Linked DNA regions of Gasterosteus aculeatus: region 1 is linked to region 2. A link is a contact called in public Hi-C data. All regions are on one chromosome and are shown on one strand. Each heading gives the region's core, a stretch centred on a gene start, on an enhancer-like site or on the middle of the called end of the contact. The rest is flanking DNA. Distances are from core to core; before and after follow the strand shown.

What was found. Hi-C and Micro-C count contacts between places; a contact is called where the count stands out from the background.
Region 1: a contact with region 2 is called in a Hi-C map of skeletal muscle, with 3 times the contacts expected there. The contact joins the enhancer-like site here to the promoter of LOC120816964 in region 2. A contact is called at or near these places in 2 of 6 Hi-C or Micro-C datasets (both in skeletal muscle).

What each region holds. Positions count from the first base shown.
Region 1 is chr4:9,193,524-9,199,189 of fGasAcu3.hap1.1, forward strand. LOC120817869 (E3 ubiquitin-protein ligase RNF38-like) reads right to left here. Exons shown (of 13, transcript XM_040174500.2): 7 at 5,466-5,654; 8 at 4,966-5,127; 9 at 4,770-4,873; 10 at 4,377-4,458; 11 at 4,147-4,268; 12 at 3,855-3,954; 13 at 2,251-3,274. The coding sequence ends at 3,212. Among protein-coding and RNA genes, the nearest start is that of LOC120818406, 8.6 kb to the left of the region's middle. Within about 2 kb of position 1,353, at least 3 of the 9 cell types and tissues checked have open chromatin away from gene starts, as enhancers often do.
Region 2 is chr4:9,135,456-9,141,701 of fGasAcu3.hap1.1, forward strand. It overlaps LOC120816964 (neuronal acetylcholine receptor subunit non-alpha-3), which reads right to left and starts at 1,594. Exons shown (of 6, transcript XM_040172663.2): 1 at 1,285-1,594; 2 at 1-143. The coding sequence starts at 1,345.

The DNA.
Region 1 (5,666 bases), core at 103-2,602, 58 kb after region 2:
CTTTTTTTCCTTCCATTTCTTCGACCTGCAACTGACTGATTTCTGAAATCACAGTCGGGATGTGAAATGAAGAGCCGGTGAAGCTTGATTTCTGCGTTTTGCAAAGCATTCTTAATGTGAGCTTTGTTAAAGTTGGAACACAAGACACGTAAAAAGGGTTTAAACTTGTTAACTTGTGTACCCATACAAACCTGGTTATAACATTGAAGATAGGTGTGGGGTGGTGAGAAAAAAACAAGAGAAGACAAATACAATTTGAGTAAAAGTAATTGGGCCGACAGTTTCAGGCAGAAATTCACCATCACTTCAACGTCCCGATTCCGCAGCGTAAACGGGGTGAATGTGGGTGGGTGGTGACCACGGCAGGGGAAGGGAGAGCGAGGAAATCAGATGCAGAAGCAAACACACGGGAGGAAAGGGCAAACAGGGGAGAACAAACAGCACGAGAAGGGCAGAAAGAAGTGGAGCAAAGACTGAAGGAACGGACCGAACCGAAGTCATAGGGTGGAAATAAAGGGAAAAAGGCAATGGGAGAAAAGACAGAGGTGCACAAGGGAAAAGAGGACAGACGGAAGCGACCAGAGAGAAAGACAAGGCTGGCGGAACATGAGTCATCCAGCCTCAGCCGAGAGGTTTCTCATTGAATTAAGCATGAACTCAGAAATATCAAATACACTGAATAACCGTCAAACGCATGCATCAAGTGAGAAGACACCTGACACCTGCAAAACAGGATTGAAGAAGCCATCGCCAAATTTGTGCCAAGATAAGAGTGAAAAAATGTTTTTAAGTGTTTTCTTTAAACTGTTTGTCCTTACGTATTACCACTGATGTGTTTGTTCAACCCGCCCCTCCAACCTGCATCTCATCTCAAGTTGTTATGTCATTTTTTTTTTGACAGAATAAGAAATCAGTGAAGTGATTAAAATATATATAGGCTGAGCTTTTTAGAGCCTTTACTATCCTCTGTGTGCATTTTGTTCCTGTGGTATCTCTGAAAAAAGCAATTCAATATTTGAAATAAGCTCTTTCTTCTAGAAGCACGAAACGTCAAACTTTGAAATCGTGTTAAAAGTCCTCTGGTGAAGTACCAGGGCCTTTGTGCTGTCTGCTCCTCCAGCAGCTCCATGCAGATGGATCCCAGAAATGTGGCCCAAATTTACCCGGTAGAGCCTGGAGTGGATGTCTGCCTTTTGCTGTAAATGCTATATTAGTACTTGCAGTAACAGAAGGTACAGGACTACAGGCACGTGCTGCTAGACGAGACAGGAAAGGAAACACACATTTACACCGTCTTTATTATAGTTCCACTACCTACAACAACCCGGGCAGATGCGGAGTGATGGTGGTCCAGAACAGGGATTCCCAAAGGGGTTTCCCACCGCTGGGGGTGCGCGAGAGCAAACTTGTAATGGTGGTCTGAAGGAGTAATAATTCATATTAAATGTAATTTGTAAAAAAAAAAAAAATCAATAGGTATTTTACACAAAACACCGACGGGAATTATAAAACTACCCTTTGCAAGATTACAATTTAAAAATATAAATACACTTCAGCTCCTCCTATAACGAGAGCCTATTTTGTGCAGCTAACGTCAGCTAACAGGTCGGGTGGACATCTGAAGTGATGAGTCGCGAGAGAGGACACGGACAGACAGACGGAGGAATCCGAGGCGACAGAAACGGAGTTAATACTCGCGTCTTCTCCCTCTTACGCTTTCTGTGCGTGAAATCCTCAGATGGAATCCTCCCTTTTCATTGACACGTTTCTGAGACTCCGCGTGTGTCCTCGTCCTTCTTATTGCTCCTTTAAAGTGACGTAACTGGAGTTTATTGAAACTTTGTCCCGATTCAGAATTAATGGGATACAATGTTGCAGTTGCCCTTTTGTTCGGTCTGTGTTCACATTGCAACATTTAACAGCGGACTAAATGTGGCAAACAAACATCACGCGTGAGCAAACGGTTCTGTCATTGGTCCATTTTCAATACAGCTGTAAATGGACTTTCTTTTTAAGAGCAGTGGATTGGGGGCCATGAACCCGATTGGGATGTAGAAGGGGGTGCGTGGTCCAAACAGTTTGGGAACCACCGGTCTAGAGAACAACAGTACCGCCGCTTAGTGGCGGCTTGGAGTCACTGCAGGTCCAAAATAAATCTGAAATCCAGATCCAGCACAACCAACTTATTTCTTTAGCTCCCAACGTGCAGCTATAAAAAAAAATGTATACAAAAACACTACTTTTAAAAAGTTTGTATCAAGCATTTTATTTGGTATACAGATATTTGTAGATTTATACAGTATATATATATATATATAGATATATGTATATATGTAACACATGTGCCACCGCAAATTCACAGACAAACATTTTTACTAAGTAAAGGAAGAAAAAGAAAAATATATGTGCTTAAATTCAGAGTAGTGCCGTGAAGCGTCTGTAATGAAAGATGATCAGAACCGGAATGATGAGGTAACTGCCAGGCAGGAAAACAATCACTTATAATTGTTGAGTAATAATAATAATAATAATAATAATAATAATGACAGCAATAATAATAATCAGCTACTGAAACAAATGGATCAAATAGGCAACCGAGAAATATAGTGGCAGCATGGACCCTTAGTGTCAAACTAGAAAAAAAGTCTAACACACACTAACACAGTATGCATATAGACAAACATCAACAGTGCATAAACGTACAAACCGGAAGGATTGACAGTCACTCATGAGAGCAAAAATGCTTCCATGTCTTTTCCCTTGTCTGATGCACGACAGAACCTCAGGCATGCTCCAGGACATCCAGAACACACACACACACACACACACACACACACACACACGTGCCACAGCCACTACACGGCTGACGAATCAACGCTTGCACGGTAATAGTGCATGCACGTGTAACACACACAGACACACACAGATCCATGCCACACAACTAGCAGAATAGTGGTCATGGATGGTGAAATTCAAAAAAGAGATGTGGCAGCTTGCTTTCATATGAACAAATAACTGCTGAAGAGGGACTCTGATCAGATTCAAAAATAAGGAAGAAGGGATCAATATCGAAAGGATAACAAACAAGCGGAAAGTGCTGCACAAAAACAAAGTGGGGTGTGTGTGTGTGCGTGTAAGCTCGTACATGTGTATTAATATATCAGGAGCAGGTTATGCCGAACATGGAGGAGCAGCTGTCTCCCTCACATGGTCACTCCGAGTCTCTCTGGACCTCCGAGGCGTCGGCCCGACAAATGGGACACGTTCTGTTAGCCTGAGGACAGAGAGAGGGGACAAAAATGATCATGAAATCATCATAAATTTGCTTTCGGTTGATCACTCAACAAGCCCCTTCCTAAACCTGCACATTGGGATCTAACAAACGCACACATTTAATCTCTTTTTATATTAGTAATGTTTTTATAATTTCATTGTATAACAGCAATGACAATAAAAACCTTTCTCCCTTCCTTATCTTCCTAAACTGCCCACTACTATCCCCAATTATCTGTTTAGTATCGATTTGTAACCCAATTCACAGAAAGCTTTGGGAATATGACATAATGCCACTGAATCATAAGTCTGCGTTATGATTTACAAAAAGAACTTAGTGTTTATGAGTCCTTTTTTTGGTGAACCTGAGGTTTAGTGTTGTTGGACTCTTCTGTTCTGAATCCAGGAACATCTAGACACAACCCTGATGCTTGCAGAGGGAGATTCTCACTACACTTCTATAATTGAAAGATTGAGTCACATAATTAGCGTCAACTTGAAGTGAGAATGCGATTGTGTGATTGGCCTCAGATGAACTCCGGTGTTGATATATGTATTACATGTGCTTGGGTTGTAGTTACCCGTAGCCACTTGTCAACACACTTCCCGTGGAACTCGTGGCTGCAGGGAAGGACTCGCAGCAGCTGGCGGGACTCAAAATCACTCATGCACACCACACAGCTGCAACACAAATGGTAATGACATTTAAACAGTTTAGCTGTTTAACACTTTTTACATGACACACTGGGCATCGAGGAAAATCACATAAATGAAAAAATTCTGTAAACTCCATCAATAGTAAAAAACACAAAAATCCACATTTAGAGGAGCCAATGTAAATAATCATGACAAATATAGACGTGCAGCACTCACAGGGTTTGTTCAGACTGATGGTTATTTGGATTGAACCGATATGAAGGAAGCTGTTCGATGTCTCCCTTGGTTAGTCCCCGGAGTTTGGCCTCCCCCAGACGTTCAGCGAGGTTCAGGAGGGCCTTTGGGGGAAGGAAAGAAAAAAACAAGATCAGCAACAAATGAAGGAAAGAGCCTGCATGCACCGAACAGACACACCAAAGAATAAAAGAAGGCAGATAAAGAAGAACCTCATAATTTTCCACTTCTCCATCGTCTACATCCAGCTCTAGACTGATCGCAGGTCCTGTTGGCTGGACTGGCAGCATTGAACTAAAGAAGGAGGACGTAAGTTCAATTCATTAAAGAAGCAAATTAAGCAACTAAATTGAATAGTTATTGGCCCCAAAATAAAGTTTGCTGTTGGCTTTAGAACGTTCTACAACTTTTCCAAGGAGACGCGAGTCTTTGGAGATCTGTCTCAGATGTTATGGAGAAGATTGTGAAAGGTTTTGAAGCTTTGGCAAGTGATCGCTAAAGGTCCAAATGGCGATCCGTTGATGGATCTGGTATTTTTGGTTTGTACCTTTATTTTTGAGGTGTAACCTGTGTCAACTGAAAAGAAAACAATGGAATCTACTCACAGGAAGTAAGGCAGGAGGCTGGGGTGGTAAGGCGAAGGTGGCAGTGGCTGTTGTGATCGGTACCGTCGCCCCGGGAGACGCCGGGGGATGAAGTTGGGATAGGACTAGAGGGCGATTGACGACACATACGTGAGAAATCAGTCACATGGATTTTCCGCGGAGGAAGGAACGCCTTTCTATTATTGTTATTGCTCACCACTCCAAAGAATTCCTGTGGCAGGGGCTCATGGGAGAGGAAGTGAAGCTGGGCGGAGTGTGGAGTGAGGGCGGGGTGGGTGGCGGGAGGATAGTGGAGCCCGGCACCCAAAGACAGGTGTTCTCCGAGGAGCTCCACTTCGTTCTCTATCCTCTGTAGCGGCTGGTAAACACACACGGTTCCCATCAGAGATCGTCTCATGTGATCACAGATGTCAGCAATTTAAATATATTTAAACGTTGAATAACAGGTAAATCCTATAAATGATTAGGGGGTTAAAAAAATATTTAACTGTTTGCATGGATCGACCTACCTTTTATACATGAGCATGTTTTTTCAACTAGTGGGATTAAAATAATCTGAGTGAACATCTGTCCTGGTTCGCCAACCAGTTCCTCCCTTCAATGCCATATTTTACACTATTCACAAGAGCGGCCTGTGATACAGAATCATGATACAGGTTGAAAGAAGTCAAAGAAACCAAAAGACTTGCTCCTCACCGATCGGGCCTGCTGCGTCGGATACGGTCCAAACTGTCCGGGCTGCGGCAGGTGAGGTGGGTGGTGGGAAAGGTGCGCTGAGGGGTGGGTGAGGTGAGGCGGAGGGAGCAGGAAGGCTGGGTCGCTGGACAGCAATGACGGGAACGGGTAGGGCATGGGCAAGTGCTGCACAGAACAAGTCTGAAGAACCTGGCGGGGAGA
Region 2 (6,246 bases), core at 344-2,843:
CAGCTGGGAGATCTTCAGTCCAAAGCGCACCCGGACGGTGTCGTTGGCGTGCTGGATGGGCCTGACCCAGCGCTGGTACCCTTGGAAAAGGTTCCTCATGAGGGCGTCCTCCATCTCCGCCAAGGACACAAACTCACTCGGAGCTGGAATGCAGAGGAGGTTGTGAAGTAAAAAACATTAGATAACAAATGCTTTGTGTTGGTTGGGGAATAAAGTAGGATTAATTGGAGTAAAGCTTTCTTGCAGACAAAATAAATAGACAGAAATCCAAAATCTTTACTTGTACCATCATTTAGGTGGAGAATGTTAGAAAATAACAACTATCTCCTAATCACTGTTGTTGAGTATATTTTTCATGTGTTTTTTTAAACTAGTTAGATATTGTCTTTAAAATAGGCCAAAGGTCTAAGAGTTTTCTTTGATTCCTTTACATTAAAATAGTGAGAATTTCTTTGTCCTCATTCCTCGCCTCCTCATACTTAAAACGTATGTTTCAGCACCATGGACACAACACTGCTTGGAATGAGATGGATTTATTGTCAAGATTGTAGTTTAGCTTTGTCTTCCCACTTCAAATTCAGCTAATCTTCCCCCAAAAAAGGCCATTTGCAGAGATCTATAAAAGCATTCAGAACTTTCTGTGCGTTACATCTCACTACAAGGGAGAATTGGATAATGCAACCCTTTGTGGTGTCACACATTGAGGGGCGGGGGTCAGATATGTTGGGCCGTCAGCAGTCAGCCTGAGGTGATATAATGTCTTAAGGGCCGGAGACAGTAATGTTGACGAGAGACAAGCAGATATGACGTCAGACCCCAGGGATGTCCAGTGCGAGAGCTGATGTTTGTGGTGAGGGGGAGTGGGGGGTTCTCTTCTGGCTTCACATGTCTTCACATGTCTGTCTTTGTCTGACCGGATCAATGTGTGAATAAAGTGACAAAGCAAATCTAACACCAAAGGGCATTTTAGTTCTCCCGTATCAGCTGTGTCTGAGCTGTCAAGGACTCGCTGAGAGGTGCTGAGAGATGGACACTGACATCGGACACCTGTGTTCCCGTCTTTCTGCAGCGCTGCATTCGCTCTTGAAGCAGCTTAAAATCAGTGGAAATGATTTTGATAACATTTGATCTTTTTTAGTAAATAAAGTAACATGAATTGAGCAGGTTGCACTTTTTGTTTTGCGTACATGGTCTCTCCAAAGCTAAACGATCTCTGCCCCCCCCTTCCCCCTCCTTCCCCTACAATAAATGTATAATTTAGAAAACACATCGGAGTATCCTTACCGTGGATCTCGGCGAGGGACAGCGGGCATACGAGGAGGAGGAAGAGGACGGTCCACTTCATGATGCTGTCCTCCAGTTCCGACCGAGCGCTCGCGCAGCCTCCTGCTACCACCGGTCCAGCTGGAGAGGAGGACCACGGCGCACGCAGCGAGCTGGCGAAGGCACCGAGGTGTCCATCAGACGGGGTCCGCACCGTGCGCAAAACCAGCCGTCCCGCTGCTACACTTGCACACGGAGCGGGGGACGCCTGTCGGGGTGCATGTGGCCGGTGTAGGTGTGCTGTGATGGAGAGCGGCGGTCGGAGGAGGAGGAGGAGATGGGGGGGGGGGGGGGGGGGGAGGGGGGGGGGTAGACGGGAGGGGGAGGGATGCCCGGGTGAGGCTGTTTTCCTGTTTCATTTAGCAGACGCTTTTATCCAAAGCGACTTACATTACACTTTAAACCCATGGCTTTTTCACATTTTGCCCGGGGAGCAATTAGGGGTTAAGTGTCTTGCTCAGGGACACTTCAACATGGAACATGTGGCAGCCTGGAATCGAACCACCAGAATCAGAAACGTAACGCACGTCTCTATCTTGTTTCTCTGTGTTGTTGCTATTTCTATACTGTGTGAATACATATTATGATTTTCCTGATCAGGACTATGAAAAGGGAGACGGGAAAGTCTGCAGGTTATTTAAGAGTAGATTTCGCTTGACCCTCGGACGAACTCTCCCATTAATGACTTACATGTTTTCCTATGAGTACATCATTGGGATGTGTCGTCATTGCTGTTGTGTTGCCAAAGGCTGGATGTCACAGACTTGGTAAAAAAAACTACCTTATTCAGTATAATAAGGGCTGTAATTCCACCAGTAACAGCCCATAATTAAACTTGCATGCGTAGTGCGATCAGCTGCGTGTCTCAGTGCCTCTGCTCCTCCACTGGAGAGCGCTGATAGGGACACGCTGTAAAACAGGCCATGGCAGGAGAGGCCTTGTCTAAAAATTCCCTCTTGCTTACATTATTTGGGAGATTAGACCTACTAAAATCACAAGTACTCAGATGCTTCAGTACAACGTAGTCAAAGTCGGAACTGGCTGCAGGAAAAAGTCAGTTAACCATAAATGATGCTCTAATTTAAAAGCGCATCGCTCAAAACTTTAGCCTAACCTGGATATCAAGCACTATTCACCTTTTACGTGCCCACTGAGAAGAAACACACACACTTATATGTTAAGGTTGTGCGCCCATGTTGTGTCCCATCAGCGAACGAACACACTCTCAAATCCAGATGTCTCCACTCGGTCAGCCATGAGGGGAATGTTGTATCTCCTGGTCTGTTTGCATACATTACACCAATAGACGCAGCATGTGAGAGTGCAGCTGAGGGAGACTCAAAGAAGGGAGTGTGGCTACAGTGTTTGTGTGCTGGTGTCGTCAGTGCGGCAGGTTGAGCAACTAAATGCTGCATCACAGTTATGTAACACTTTTGATCCAGTTTCTTTCATTCCTATCGTTCTCGTCTTTTTCCCCCTTTAAACACACATGATGAAGCAAAACTGTAGCTAAAACTCAACTATGTCTGATTCACACGCAAAGAAGAGAAAAAAAAGGAAAAACACAGACAGCATCGCAAACCCGTTCAACAATCAATAATAGTGGGGACATTTTTCCAGGTCCAAGTTCATGTCCTAAAAGGTGTGCATGTCAAATGGACATGCCAAAAACTAGAACCTGACATATGACATAAGGCAAGGCAAGGCAAGGCAATTTTATTTGTATAGCACTTTTCATACCCAAGGCAGACTCAAAGTGCTTCACATTATAACATTTCATTCAATAAAGTTAAATAAAATGCAGGAATTAAAAGACAATTAAAAACAGCAAATAAAATTATAAATTAAAATCTTTTAATCTTTTAACATAAACCCTGATTAAAGTAGCAATATAGTTCAGTTTCTTGTTGAGATGCTTTGAGAATCCACCTCTGAAAGTGATGACTCCCACCAACACAAATGAGTTTGTGCTGCTTGAAGGTGGTGAAGAACTTAATTTGAAAGAAGAAACGTCCTGGTTCCTGTGGAAGTACAGACTTCATAGAGAATAGTTTTCTCTCGCATTCCAGTAAAAACTGCTCAGGTTTTTCTGTGAATTATAAGTAACTAGGCTACAATTTCTGGAAAGAGTTCTCAAATACAGAAACCTGTGCAGCTGACATCTTAAAAGCTGAAAAATAAAAGATGCATGTTTAAATTTGGGGATTTGGTTGATGCAGGACACATAATACAGACGCACAGACTAACGCACGCTAACACACACATTATGCATGCATTTTGAAGTTAATCGGGCATGAAGCACACTTTTGTATGTCATTATTCGCTCTCTGAATGTGACACACTCTCTCTCTCTCTCTCTCTCCTGCTCTGTGAAGTGAAGTGACGGGGATAACGGGAGGCTGATTATCACAACGAAATTATCCTGATTTTCTGCTCCACTTGGAGCTGTGGGGCGGGCAGCTGCTGCCTCTCGGATCGTCCCTTCCGCCTCTAATCATTCGGAAACATAAATTCTCGCGGGCTGGAAACCTGCCGGTCCCTTCCCAGACGACCGAGTGTGTGTGTGTGCGTGTGTGTGTGTGTGTGTGAGAGAGAGAGAGAGAGAGAGAGAGAGAGAGAGAGAAAGACTGGGAAAGGGCAATATATATTTTCTGCAAATATGGGTGTTTGCGTGTGTTTGCCAGACGTTCAAGCTTGTTTGTGTGTTGTTTTTGTTTTCTCAGCTGGTTGATGAACTCATAATTGCACTTTGCATAATTTACTCGACGCAGAACATTTTTATAAATGAGAGGAAACACAGTCACGTCTCTTGTGGTTTCAATCAATCTTGATCTGTTTGTTATTTTCAGGATTAAAAATGGTGATGAAAGCAGGACAGGCATTCTACAAGGGGAATCTAATCTCTCTCAAGCTTCAAAGAACTAAAATCAGTGGTCTCCCACATGCTGATACTGTAAGCTCACTAAAGCAGCAGCACTTCAACCGTAAACCTCGATAACCTTGAAAGCTTTGGTTGAACGCTCAGTCAGAGTCAAAGCGTCTTTTAGAGGAAACTATTTCAAAACTAGAAAAAGCATTTCCTGCTGAAAATGCGTTGGAATGCAAAAAGCTGAAAGCTGCACTGAATATTTAAAAATAGCTGAAAATACAGAAAGTTGAAGGGAATTTGAATACATTTGGTGAAAAGATTAGAAAAGCTGAAATGAATTTGAAATTGCTGAAAATACAGAAATGGGAGAAGCTGAAAGGAATTTCAATAGATTTGCTGAAAAAGCAGAAATGAAAACAGCTGAAATAAATGTGAAATATTGCAAAACAGAAGTTGCAGGAGCTTAAATGAATTTTAAAAAGTACAGAAATAACAAAAGCTGAGATGAATAAAAAGAGGTTTAAAATTGTTTGTAGTAATGTTAGTTGTAATTTGGGTATTAGTACTAGCAGTAGAAGTCGGTTTAGTATCAATAGCAGTAGAAACAGCTGGAATACTGATACTATTAGCCATAGTAGTATTTTTAATAACATTAGTAGTAGTTGTATTAATAGCAGTAGAAATACTAGTAGTATGGTAGTAGAAGTATCAGTTGTAGTTCTACTAGAAGTACTAGTAATATTCGTAGTGGTTATAGTAGTATTTGAAAGAGCAATGCGTATTTCAACGAAACCGCTTCATGGTTAAGGTACAGATAATCATTCAGGCTTTTAGTTTGTAATGATGGAATTGGGTGAGGGGGGGTTGGGAGACAGAATGTTTGTTATTCAAACTAAGAAGTTTTTAATTAATAGGCCTCATCACAAACATTACAGTAAAAATTCCCTCCATGTGGCTTTTATTTTGAAATTATTGGATTGGGTGGGTTGGGGGGGTGTAGATAGAGGGAGGGAGGGTGAGAGGGTGAGGAAGGGAGGGGTGGTGAGGAAGAGATAGAGGGAGAGAGAGAGGAGGAGAAATAGACAGACATACTGACTGACTGAGTGATTAACAGTGAGAAGAGGTCAGGGTGGAGGGGGGAGGGGGGGCGAGTGTCTTTATCATATTGGTCTGTTGACAGAAAGCATAGCTGCGTCATGTGACTCCACTAATCACGTCATTGGAGCAGCTGTGAGTCACACACAGAGATACTGCAGCGTGTTTACGAGTAACCACGGCAACGGCGCACCTATTGGATTGGGTGGGGTGGGGGGGTGTAGATAGAGGGAGGGAGGGTGAGAGGGTGAGGAAGGGAATGGTGGTGAGGAAGAGAGGGAGAGGGGAGGAGAATTAGACTGACTGACTGACTGAGAGTGATTAACAGTAAGTAGAGGTCAGGGTGGAGGGGGGAGGGGGGCTAGTGTCTTTATCATATTGGTCTGTTGACAGAAAGCATAGCTGCGTCATGTGACTCCACTAATCAGGTCACAAGGAGCAGCTTTGAGCCACAGACAGAGATCCTGCAGCGTGTGAGCGAGTAACCACGACAACGGCGCACCTATTGGATTGGGTGGGGTGAGGGGGTGTAGATAGAGGGAGGGAGGGCGAGAGGGTGAGGAAGGGAATGGTGGTGAGGAAGAGATCGAGAGGGAGAGGGGAGGAGAATTAGACAGACTGACTGACTGACTGAGTGATTAACAGTGAGAAGAGGTCAGGGTGGAGGGGGGAGGGGGGGCGAGTGTCTTTATCATATTGGTCTGTTGACAGAAAGCATAGCTGCGTCATGTGACTCCACTAATCAGGTCATAGGAGCGAGCAGCTGTGAGTCACAGACAGATCCTGCAGCGTGTGAGTGCTCGTAACCACGACAACGGCGCACCTGTGATCATTAACGATCTGCTGCAAAAGACAGAGACATGGCAGCAAGTTACACAGAATCCACACCTCAAACAAATGGGAACCAGCGCAAAACTATAACAGCTATCTAAAAAATACGGCGTTTGTATGAGACCCAA